3 separate regions of the Mus musculus genome follow, and all the other regions are linked to region 2. Evidence: chromatin contacts called from public Hi-C and HiChIP or PLAC-seq data. All regions are on one chromosome and are shown on one strand. Each heading gives the region's core, a stretch centred on a gene start, on an enhancer-like site or on the middle of the called end of the contact. The rest is flanking DNA. Distances are from core to core; before and after follow the strand shown. Region 1 holds the start of Amotl2 (angiomotin-like 2). Region 2 holds the start of Slco2a1 (solute carrier organic anion transporter family, member 2a1). Region 3 has its middle 9.7 kb from the start of Gm46150.

Region 1 (3,825 bases), core at 240-2,739, 290 kb before region 2:
CAGATCCTCTGGAACTGGAGTTACAGATGGCTGTGAACCACCAGGTAGGTGCTGGGAATCGAAGGCACATCCTCTGTAAAGGCAGCAAGGGGGGTTAACTCCTGAGAACCCCTCCCTTTTAAAGGAAAGCTTTATACAAAAATAACCACATCCCTGACTATTGAGTTTGAAAGGTTTCTTGTCCTTGGTCCCCTCCAGCAAACTTAGGAATTGAGAACGCCGAGGGAAGGAGGGGGTTGGGCCCGGCAGTCCCGCAGCAGAAATTGGTCCTGATTCGAGGTGGATGGGACTGAGGAATGCACGCTCTAACCAGAAAGAGGGTGGGGGGGGCGGGGAGGGGAGGGAGTCAGAGCAGCTAAGCTGGAGGAGTCTCCTGGGGAAGTAGAAGGGTCCAAATGACAAAGGAGTCGATTCCACACCAAAAGCCAGAGAAGCGGAAGACAAAGAGGGTTGGCTAGGTGTAGACGAGGTGGAAAAGACACTGAAACTCGGGACAGGTAGGTGGAAGCAGAGACTCTCTGCCTTGTCAGGTTACGGAGACCGGATTTTGAAGACCAAGAAAAGGGACCTGGCTTCATTGGCTACTCTCTGTGTGACCCTAGGCAAGTTGTTTAGACTCTCTGAACCTTGGTTTCTTATTTATTACAGACATGATAAGAGCACCGTCGGAGGGTTACTGGAGTCGGATGGCCGAGTAAAAAGCAAGTGGTGACCCGCCGCGTGCTTGGCTTAAAGATGAGCGGAGTTAGGGAGGAGTTGGACCGAATGCCCAGTGAGTGGTTGATTCATTTAGTTAGGTAGTGGGTTAAATCCACCAGATTTTCAACCCAGATTCACACACTTCCTGTAGAGGCAGGATTAAAAGAGCTGGCCAAGGTGTTTGTAAACAATAAAAGTGCAATTCAAAGTTTGCCGCTGGGGGGTGAAATAGTAGGAGTTAGGAAAGAGGCTGGGCAGCGGCGGGCCGAAACATCGTTTCGTCTGCAACACTGTCAAGGCTGGGCGGATGTGAACTGCTGTGCAGTCCTCCCGCCATTTCCAAAACGCCACAGACCCTTCTTACAGCCACCATAGGGGCGTGAGAGGCTGATCCCTGGAGTCGTCCCTCGGTGCCTGTAGGAATGGAGGGTGAGAACCCGGTGCGGGCAGTGGTGGGGCGATCTTGGGACGAGTTGGTTAAGACACTCCCAACAGCTAGGACACAAAGCAGGGTGGCAGGGAATGAATGCCGCACGGCCGCCAGAGCCCAGAGTGGCAAGGGGACAAGGCTGAGGCCAGCCCAGCGGCCAGCCGCAGCGCCGCCTCCCGGGAGGAAGGCGGGGGCTGGCCCGGGGAGCGGAGGGAGGCGGAGAGCGGAGGAGGGCGGCGCGCTGAGAGGTTATTTGTGGTTCGCTTTGATCCCGAGGGGGAACCTGAAACTCTCACATTCCTGGCATAGCAGCCGCCTCCAGCGCGGGCTGACCTAGAGGCTGCGCACTGGGGCGCGAGCAAGCAGATCATCGGCGCCACCGACTAGTGCGCACCTCCGTTGCTGACTGTACCTAAGCCGAACCGGGTCTGCGTGCGCCGGCAGCCGCGGGCCGCAGCGGTAAGCAAGGTGCCGGGCACTCCGGGCAGTGCGCGAGGCCGGCGGGGACGCTTCCCAGCAGCAGCGGGACACCGCGATCAGTCCGACCCTTTCTGGAGATCGGAGCTGGGGTGGACGAGCCTCCCCGGGAGCGGGAGGGGAGACTGTGAACCCTTTCGAGGATCGATCCTGGGTGTCTAGCCTAGACTGCTCGCGCTTTTGTGGGGGTGAGGACACCATTCTCCGACCCACTGGGGCTGGAGGAAGGACAGAGGATCAGTGTTTGGGAGTGTGCGTCTCGCGTGCGGGGCAAGTGAAAAGCTGCGGTAGGCATATCTCGCTGAATTATGAGGTTACCGTGGCTGCTTTGTCTGGATTGGGGATACAGGTGGCTTTTACCCTCAGCTAGCTCAAGAATTCCTCTTTGTCTTCCTTGGAAAATCCTCTGCGGAGCCACGAACTGGCTCTCACTTAGAAAGAATGCAGCCTGCTGTCCAGTCCGGTGACGTCAGCGCTGAAGTATTTGGAAAACAAAGAGGGTTAGGGAGAGAGGCGTACCCGCGATGCTTAAAGACCTCTCGCGGTTGCGGGTTTTGCTCGCCCGGGGCGCTCGGGCAGCCACCGGTGCTAGTGGTCTGCCTCGGTAGAGGTGAGTAACGCCGGGACCCTGGACTGGCCTGGTTGACTTGGAGACTAGCGTTGGTTCCTTTTGCTGGAGTGAGCCCAGGCCAAGGCCAGAGACCCGTGTTTGCTTAGAAAGGTGGCTGGTTTTCCGAGTGCAGCGCTCCAGTGCAGCCCAGGTACAGCGCCCGTGTAAGGAAGTTGATTTTCAGTAAGTGCTCTTATATAAGTATTTGAAAGAAAGATTGTGCATCTAGGGGATTCGATTGGGACGTTTGTGCGATGAAAGGCCTCGGAAATGTTCGGTGCTCCGAGAGCCTGGCTCATAGTCGGCGCGCCTGGAATCTGCCGGGAAGGCTCAGCATTCCTTCTAGCCGCTCCCGGATCCTTAGCGCGAGTCAGCCCAGACAGTGATTAACTTAGGAAATACCGCGTAGAAAAAGCCGCGTGTGAGCAGACTCTTCAAGTCTTACACATTGCAGGGTGCAGTTGGGGGGGGGGGGGAGGATTAGTTGCTGGCTTGGGTATCGTCAGGGCTCATTACCTTTCTCCAGCTCTGCCAACATACCATTCCCAAACTGAGGTAGGACAGGGGGCTAGCATTAGTATGGCACAGAAAGGGGCCACCACCCCCTTCCTTTGTCTCCCCCCTCGCCTCATTACCCCATCAACTGGCATAGGTAGTTGTTACTAATATCAACAGAGATGCAGAGGGATCATCCCCTGTGTGCCTCTAGCATACACGTAGGGAGGGGTTTTTCTAAGTAGCAAATGTGTGTGCCAAGAAAAGAGGTTGGTGGTCATGGAAAATGTTTCCCTGGCTCAGTTACTGCAAGCTCCCCTCTGCCTCCTCACCAATTTCCATGGGGCTTCTTGTGCTGCTCACCTTGCAGAGTGGCTGCTAAGGTCATCTGTGACAGGGAGACTCAGATTTATTTTATCAGCAGCCTTTGAGCCCAGGGTCTGGCTCACGCGTCTTTATTCTAAAGAATCAATGGAATTATTTGCTTAGGGCTTCTTTCTGCTGGGCTACATTCTTTCTTTACCGCCTGCCAGTAAACTGGGAACCCTATTGCTAAGTGGTTGAATTTGATGGACGCCTGTCCTACAGTTTGCCCATGAGATTGTTTGGGGTAATGGCTGACTGCCGGGGACTGTGATATGAGATAGCCTTCTGGTTTTCTGTTGTATATCTGTAAGATCAGCTAAATCTCCATAAATGTTACAATGATAAGCATTTGCCAAGGATTTATAGCATACCAGGCGCTCAGCTTCTTACATTTCAACTCCAAGAGACACACTGTGTGTGTGTGTGTGTGTGTGTGTGTGTGTGTGTGTACATATATATGTATGTATATACATATATGCATATATATATTTATATTAATGGCAAACTAAGGATCAGAAGCTCAGTAACTAAACTTAATCAATAGATGGCCATATTAGCACTTGCATCTGGGCCTGTGTAAAACCACCCACCTACCCACCCAGCCTCCTCCTTCATCCAGAGTGTTCCTGCAAGTGCCCCTCCCTCCTTTGTTTGTGCTTCCTTTGACTGCTATTCTTTCTGTCTCTTAGGTGCTCTGAGACCAGGTGCCTGCTGGCCATTGTCTAGGCAGGTGTGTGCAAGCCAGAGA
Region 2 (3,808 bases), core at 869-3,368:
TCTCTGTGCTCTGGGCCTTTCCAGATGTCTCTGTCAGTTCTCTCCCTCACATCGACAACAAAAACCTTCCCCTTAACCATACCGTAGAGTATCCATGTTCATACACAGACAAATAAGTCTCACTGGAGTCATTGCGGTCAGACGCCACTGCATTTAGCTGAACTCTCTTGATAACATTTCTGAGTAAGCATTACCCTTGGAGGTGACACACTGGCCGTGATACCAGGCCGAGGGCAAAGTTAAAGGAGCAGGACAGCATCTACACGGGAGAGCTGGATTCTCCCTGGGAGTCTACTAGAAGGATCTACCTGGGAAGGACACGTGTTGAGGAAGAAACTCTAATCACTGAGGCCCCAGGGTGAAATGCAATTGCTGTACTAGATAACTTTAAAAGTGCCTGAGGCTAGAGAGATAGCTGTCAGTAGTGGGCCTGCCTGGCAAGCAGGAGGACCTGAGTTCAATCCCATGTAATCAAAGAGAACAATTATGGCAGCAGGCACTTATAATCACAGGCCTGGGGAGGCAGAGACAGGTGGCTTGCTGGCCAGCCCCAGGTCAATGCCAGGCCAGTGAGTCTGTTTCAAAAACAAGATGGAAGACATCTGAGAAACACGTGGGGCTGTCCTCTGGCCTCCACCCTCCTTCATTCTACACAAGAGTGCTTCATGGCTGGGCTTTGGCATCAGGCAACACTGAGTTCTGGGTCTAGTTCTATTACTTCCTTGCAGTGTGGCTTTGGTCCCTCTAATTGATCCCTCTGGCATCCTTACCTGTAAAGTCCAGATCATCAAAGCAACCCTCTCTCACTTAGATCTAGCACTGGTGGTACAAGAAATCTACATAGCATCAGGCACAATCCACCATGGATGGGGCCTTCTGTGTCCAGTGTACACTGTCACCTCTAACTACCTGTGTCCCACGGTGGTCCAGTGAGCCAGTCTGTCTGTACTTTTCTCTGCAGGTGAACAAAGCAACGAAGAAGTTGCCCACTGTCCAACAGCCTCTGGATTATTGCTGTGTCCAGAGTCCTTGGCCTCGCTTGCTAGTGCGTAGGAAGAAGTCCCCAGACCGACCAGACCAGAGTTGAGAAAACATCAGCCTTCAGAAATAACGAAGCAGTGGGCTCCATCCTTCACCCATATTGTTCTCCATATTGACAGCATCTTTTCCTGGGCTGGGCTGGAAGAGGTGGTTCTGCCCAAGACAATAGAGTAGGAAGCTGGAAGGGCGCCTCCTCCGAACTGCCTCAAGAGCTTTTGCGGGATCTATTTTGTCTTTTTCTGGAAAAGGCTCACCTTCTTTCCCTAAGGTCCCAGTCCAGGAGAGGAAAAAATATCTTGCTCACTCCAGCCTCGCAGAGGAGGTCAGGGTTGGGGCAATCCCTGTCAGACCAGCGCTTCCTTTTGTCCCAACCCCCAGCACTTCAGGCCAGACCCGCTGACACTCGACAGCGCCTGCAGTTTACCTTGGCTCCGGTCCAGTGAGTTTGAGCCCAGCCCTGGGGCGGCCCCCACCTCTCCACCTTGTTACGCCTTCCCACCCTCCTCTGCAGCGCAAAGAGCAGTTTAAATATAAATCAGTCCTCAGCACAAACAGAGCTTGGGCAGCGAGTCTCAGAGCCATCACCGGAACCGAGGGCCCAGGTTTGCGGAGCGAGTGCAGACACGCAGAGCCCTGCTCTGGACAACCCCAAGAGCCACAGAGACTCCTCGCTCCCTTCCATCACCCCGTGCCCCTCGAGTCCACTCTAGCTCCCCACCCCTTCCCCAGTGCCGCGCCCACCTTAAATCCCCAGGTTTCTCCTGGCCTGCAGCCTCCTGCCTCCTCCATACGCGGTCTCCTCTTCCTCGGGGACCCGCCATCTCCCCACACACTACCCCCAACCCTCAACCCTGGCCAGCAGGACCTGATAGGCAGCCAAGGCTCACCCAGCTCGAGTCCCAGAGCCTCTGGGCTTCCGCAGCCGCGACTCCAGGACCCAAGACACCTGCCTGGGGGAGGCGACAGCGGCTGGGCGGGGGCTAGCAGCACCTCTGACACCCGAGGAAGAGAGGGAGGAGAGAGAGCGCGTTTCATCATCGCTGCCACTTATAAAAACTTCTGGGCGCTCACTCTCTCGCTCAGTCTCCACGTCTCGCTCCCCATAGCCCGGCTACCGCCGCTGAAGCCTGAAGCACCCAAGTCCCGCAGAACCTGACCCCGGCCTGTCGCCACCACCTTGGCCCGGTCAGGGGACGTCGCCTCAGTCACGATGGGGCTCCTGCCCAAGCCCGGAGCACGCCAGGGCAGCGGCACCTCCTCGGTCCCAGCCAGACGTTGCTCCCGCTCGGTCTTCAACAACATTAAGGTGAGTAGTGTTGTGAGTAGTGTTCGTGTTCGGGGCAGGAGGGCGGCAGAGTGGGTGACACAACCTAGGACGTCGATGAGGCCAGTCCGGGAGCTCTGGGTTGCACCCGGCTCCCTTCTCTGTCCCCGGTGCCACATCCGTGGGGCCTGGCCCGGCGCGTGAGCGTGAGCGTGAGGGGGCGACACCTCTCTCTCTCTCTCTCTCTCTCTCTCTCTCTCTCTCTCTCTCTCTCTCTCTCTGTGTGTGTGTGTGTGTGTGTGTGTGTGTGTGTGTTGCGCGCATATGCTCATAGGCTCTCGTGGGGAGTAATAATCAGAACAGACGTAACTTTGTAAAGGGGAACTGTCCTGTTCTTCCATGGAGAAAGAACACCTCCAGGGAATTCTGTTGGGTCTCTGCTGTGGGTATGCGCTCTTCCTTAATGAGAAGGGATGCAGAGGAGTTTAGCCAGCACCTTGTGGGCAACAGGCTGTGGGCAGCCTGAGATGCAAGTCAGAGCACAGGCACCTTGTCTCAGTGGATGGTAGAAGCCTGCATTCCTTGCCTGGGTTTTCATCTTTGCAATAGTTGGGAGTCGCAGATTAGATTGCTACCTGGCTGCATAGCTCCCAGCAGTTTTGAGGATTCCCCAGCTCTCCTGGTCTCAAGAAAACAGCAGGCACTCGAGGTTTATGGAGAAAGGCCACCAGAGGTGCCTGTGGCCTGAGAGTTATGAGGAGTTAATAGAAAAAAGAGGAAGCTGTTAGCATGAGAATGCCTTCTTTGGTAAGGGTCAAAAGTAGGGTCCACTTCCCCCAGGTCTTGAAGGACCTGGAATGGTTGCGTCCTCACAATATTTGGGAGAGAGGTTCCTGAAGAAGGTATCTCCTGGAAGGGGCTAGACGACCTTGGTCAGACATCCAGGCGCCCTGGGGTCCGGCAAGCATATGGTGCAGAGAGATTATTTCCCACAATTCCTACCTTAGATGTAATGGGTGCCCAGACCTCACATGGAAGGATTGGAGAAATGTGAACAGGCTATGTGTGTCTAACGGAAAGAGACTGGGGTTTGGGGGGTGGGGTGGGGCAGAGCGAATGCCACCTGCATGTTCTGCCTCAGGCTGTTACTGGTAGAACTGGGGTTCCTCGTGGGGATCCCTCTTTTGTTACTACCACCACCACCACCATGGTTTTAAAGGGCTACCTTGATTTCCCATTGGAATATTCCTAACACAGAAAATTGGAGGTAATTGAAAACAGTCCTCAGATCTCCTCCCCTCTAGCCAGACCTGGATGGGAATTCCATTTATTATTTTGGTTCTACCAATTTAGAGGGACTTGGAGAATTATGGAGATTTTTTTTAAAACTTGCTAATTAGAAGGAAAGGGTGTGTCTAAAGGATGGGTGGTCTCAAAGGAATGGGATTGTGGCAGCACGAGAAGGAGGTCACTCTCATTTTCCCCAAGAATGGAAAGAGAGGT
Region 3 (4,043 bases), core at 378-2,877, 320 kb before region 2:
CCAGACCAGAATGCATATAAAAGTTTTAATAAAGAGTATGCACTGTGGGAAGGAGAAACACAGCTGTCGGAGTTCTCAGAGGGAGTCGTGGCAGAAGAGTGAAGAGCAAATGGGGCCTTTTGATAACAGACAAGAGAAGTCTCACCCTGTTTTATGCTGAGAGTCACTTTATTTTATGACACCCTTTGTCCTACCTGAAGCAAGTTTTGGGGGTGAGGTGTCTCAGGCCATTCTGAGAGAGGCTGTAGTTATTTAAAGCATTATTGCACTAAGGTTCCTAATGGGTTAAAGGTAGGAAACTTTTCATTTTCTTCTTTCTTTCTCTTTCTTTCTTCCTTCCTTCCTTTCTTTTTTTTTTTTTCTGGCCTTCTTTGACCCTAAATCTTCTAGAATTTCCATCAATAATTCTCCCTACAAACGGGGTACGGGGCGGGGCGGGGGAGAGCATGAAATCAGACTGGAGGGAAATACTGGGAATGCCGATGCCTGGTGTTGTATGGACTTTCTTCTGGAACAGAACCGAATCCCTTTCACAGAGGGGTATCCTCTCTACAAGCTCAGTGCCCACACCACCTCCCCGGGTTTCAAGCACATATGTTCATGCGCCTCAAATGTGTGCAGATAAAGAGGTACACCTGGTGCGCACACCACGTGGTAAAAAAAGAAAAACAAAACAAAACAAACAAACAAAAAAACCTAACAAAAACCCCCAAAGTCTCCTTTCACAGGTTTCCAGATGGCAAGATCTGTTCTGCTTCCCTGCTCGGCCTCCCAAGAAAGGCAAGGCTTCCAACTCAGACTCAGGGTCTCTAAATTTGGCCTTCCTCCTCAGGAAAGGAGCAGTGACAGACAGTACTGCAGAAAGACTTAGGAGCCGATGGGAAAGTGCCAGGCCTGGTAAGCGGGTGACCCGCTCCTGAGTTACCTGCTGAAGGCAAGACCCAGTTCCCCACCTTGTCTAGTGAGATCTGAGCGGAGAGGGTTAGTGGCCTACCATGAACAACAACAAAAAAGAGGCCTTTTTCTTTCCTTTCCATTTCCTTTCTTCCTGCCATTTTTATTTTGTTTTGTTTTTGAGACAGACTCCCTGGTTAGCCCCAGCTGGCCTTGAGCCCCCCTCCCCTCCCCCCTCCCCCTCTCCCTCCCCCCCCCCTTCCCAAATGCAGGGATTACAGGGCTTGAGCACTGCACCTGGTTAAGGCCTCTTTCTGGTTCAGCATTGTAGGCCAGCTTCCGCTGCTGAGACTGGGGATTTGTAAAACAGCTGGGGCACTTCTGGTCACTGTATCAGGTCCCTGGGCCTGGAAGAAGGCCCAACTCCCTTGAGGATGGTCTTCTAGCAGAAGCATTAGATTGCTAAACTCATACAGCACCGAAGCTGCTGGCAGTAACTGCTCAGATAAGTCACGTGGCCAGAGTTACCGTTAACAGCTGAAACGTTCCCCTCAAAGAGTTGTGTGTTAAGGGTCTGACTGACAGCTGATGTACTGACTGGATCATGAGGACTTGGATGTAAGCAAAGGGTTAATTCTCTGAGAAGTTCTGAACTTGACCTGGCCCTGTTAAGGGGCAGGGCCTAGTTTAAGGAAGTAGATCACAAGGGGTTTATTATGGACAGGTGTGGGAGCTGGGGGAGGGAATTGCCCATAGCCCCGTCTCTTTGTCTGTTTCTAGGTTTGGCTGTTACAATGTTCACTTCACCTCTTGTCCAAAGCAACAGAGGTGAATAAAACCTGTGAAACCAGGAGCCAAAGGCATCTCACCACAGTTTAGATTGTTCATATTGCGTTTGTCACATGATGAAAGGTGACCTTCACATAGCCCAACCCAAAGTCAATGTTCACTTCTGACAGGAAGCAACACCGTAAGCTGAACCCTCCCAGGAAGCAAAGAACCAGTATTTCTGTGTCTTCTCTGCATCGTTTTCTGGGATGACAACACCCATCCCTGGATCCTAAGTACTAGGATGTAGTTTGGTCTCAAACTCACTGTGGAGCCTTGGATGCCCTTAAACCTCTGATCTTCCTGCTTCCATCCTGGAATGCTGACCTTACAAGGGAGATTCTCCACACCTGGTTTATTCAGTGCTAGGGAACTGAACTTCCTACGTGCTAGGCGAGCTCTCTACCAACTGAGCCCTAGCCCTAGATTCTTTGAATCTTGATGATCCCCCAAAGGCTCTAGTGTTAAAGGCTTCGTCCCCAGAGTGGTGATATTAGGAGGTGGTGGAACCCTTCAGAGAAGGAGCCGAACTTGACCTGGCTGTTAAGGGATAAGGGGATGTGGACCTGTTGTCCTTCTGGTGTGTCTGAAGACAGCTAAAGTGTACTCATATAAATTAAATAAATAAATAAACAAATAAAATAGACAAGAGCTAATAAATATTGAGCCGTTGTTGTGTCCCAGATGCTGTTGTAAGCATTCTGCCAAAACAAATTCCTTTAATCTTAGTATTACTTGTACCCATTTTACAGACAGGACAACCTGAGGTACAGAGATGCTAAGTGACAGGTTTGAGCTCCATAAAGGAATGACAGTGCCAGCGTCCTACCTGGCATCCTAAATGCAAAGGCATGCAGTATGGCAAGTGAGACTTGCAAAGATGATGTGGCCACAGGGATACAGAAGTGGGCCTGTCAAAAGGTGGGTTCTTCATCCACGATTCTGGCTGGCTGGCAGCATGCACCCATCATTCAGGGCCTAGTGAGAGGTCCTTGGGTCATTGGAGATATGTCCTTGAAGGGGATTGTGGGACACTAGTGTCTCCTCGAAGTGGGAATTTCTGGTTGTCATGTGATGCAGACTCACGTGATGTTTTTGCTGAGGTAAGACCCAGAGAGGACACATGATGTTTGGAGAGAGTATAAGTAGGACTCGACGGACAGTGACCAGATGCTTGCATAGCTAGATGTGCAACTCTTTGTTGGTCTTCTGTCTAAGCTGATCCCTGCTTTGTTGAGAGAAGCACGGCAGAGAACTCCTGGCGTTCCGGCTGATCTTAGTTGTTCCCACTGACTCCTGCCTATCCGACAGAGACCTGCCGGTTTCTGCTGGATCGTGACACTTTTGAACTGGATTGTTGGTATCCTGACACTACTGAACCAAACTGCTGTTATCCTGACTAACGGAGATTGGAATCACCTCCAAAGAACTACTTCTAAACAGGTCCACATCCCCTTGTCCAATTCACCATCTTTTCTCCTCTGCCTTTGGACAGTGGGCTAGAAGGGGGCTCAAAGCATTTGAGAACCCTTATTGAAGTAGGCTTGGAAAAAAATCTAAGCCTACTACCCCTCCTCATGCTCCCATTTTGCTTTCTGGTGATGAACTGAGCAGTTTCGCTCCACCACACACTCCTGTCTCGTCAAAGCCTAAAAGCAGTGGGTCTGCCTACCTATGAACTGGACCCTCCAAAACCATAGGCCAAAGTAAACCTTTTCTCTTTATACGTCCACTAGCTCAGATATTTTATTACAGTAGTGGTAGGATGACTAACACATGTATTCACTGACGATTTCCTAACTTAACAGTCCAGTCTGAGCTCCAAGTACCCCCAACATCCTACAATTCCCACTCCACCCACACTCCCACACCCCAATGCCTCCACTTGAACATCTCAAGACACCCCTCCTTGGAGATTCTCCCTGGACTACGCCCCAAGGACCTCTTCCCTCGATAACTGCTGTATTTGTATAGCCCTAATGCATTCCTTCTGTCTCATCTCAAGATATGGAGAGAATACTCATGAGTTAAAGGTGAGATTCTGTAACCCCTGTGTGAGCCCCATTTCAGAGGGAAGTGAAGCTCCTTATAGTGCTCCCCGAGAAACTACACCTCTCCCTCATCCCCTGCTGCTTGGCCTCAGATTCAGTTCCAGCCACAACACCCTCCCCTGTCTTAGGGTTTCTATTCCTGTACAAACATCATGACCAAGAAGCAAACTGGGGAGGAAAGGGTTTATTCGGCTTATACTTCCACACTGCTGTTCATCACCAAAGGAAGTCAGGACTGGAACTCAAGCAGGTCAGAAAGCAGGAGCTGAT

Evidence for each region. Hi-C and Micro-C count contacts between places; a contact is called where the count stands out from the background. HiChIP or PLAC-seq counts read pairs in DNA pulled down with a chosen protein or histone mark.
Region 1: a contact with region 2 is called in an H3K27ac HiChIP or PLAC-seq map of extraembryonic endoderm stem cells. The contact joins the promoter of Amotl2 here to the promoter of Slco2a1 in region 2. A contact is called at or near these places in 5 of 39 promoter capture datasets (the 3T3-L1 cell line, embryonic stem cells and liver), 3 of 484 Hi-C or Micro-C datasets (the HL-1 cell line, embryonic stem cells and pancreatic cancer cells) and 3 of 115 datasets of contacts at active chromatin or transcription factors (embryonic stem cells, extraembryonic endoderm stem cells and pancreatic cancer cells).
Region 3: a contact with region 2 is called in a Hi-C map of embryonic stem cells, with 2.2 times the contacts expected there. The contact joins the enhancer-like site here to the promoter of Slco2a1 in region 2. A contact is called at or near these places in 1 of 39 promoter capture datasets (hippocampal neurons), 1 of 484 Hi-C or Micro-C datasets (embryonic stem cells) and 2 of 115 datasets of contacts at active chromatin or transcription factors (extraembryonic endoderm stem cells and pancreatic cancer cells).

The regions. Positions count from the first base shown.
Region 1 is chr9:102,716,315-102,720,139 of GRCm38.p6, forward strand. It overlaps Amotl2 (angiomotin-like 2), which reads left to right and starts at 1,490. Exons shown (of 10, transcript NM_019764.2): 1 at 1,490-1,588; 2 at 3,767-3,825.
Region 2 is chr9:103,006,369-103,010,176 of GRCm38.p6, forward strand. Slco2a1 (solute carrier organic anion transporter family, member 2a1) reads left to right here and starts at 2,119. Exons shown (of 14, transcript NM_033314.4): 1 at 2,119-2,347. The coding sequence starts at 2,252.
Region 3 is chr9:102,691,459-102,695,501 of GRCm38.p6, forward strand. No RefSeq gene overlaps it. Among named protein-coding and RNA genes, the nearest start is that of Gm46150, 9.7 kb to the left of the region's middle. Within about 2 kb of position 1,628, at least 18 of the 459 cell types and tissues checked have an H3K27ac peak or open chromatin away from gene starts, as enhancers often do. A contact at or near this core is called in embryonic stem cells, where this site is marked.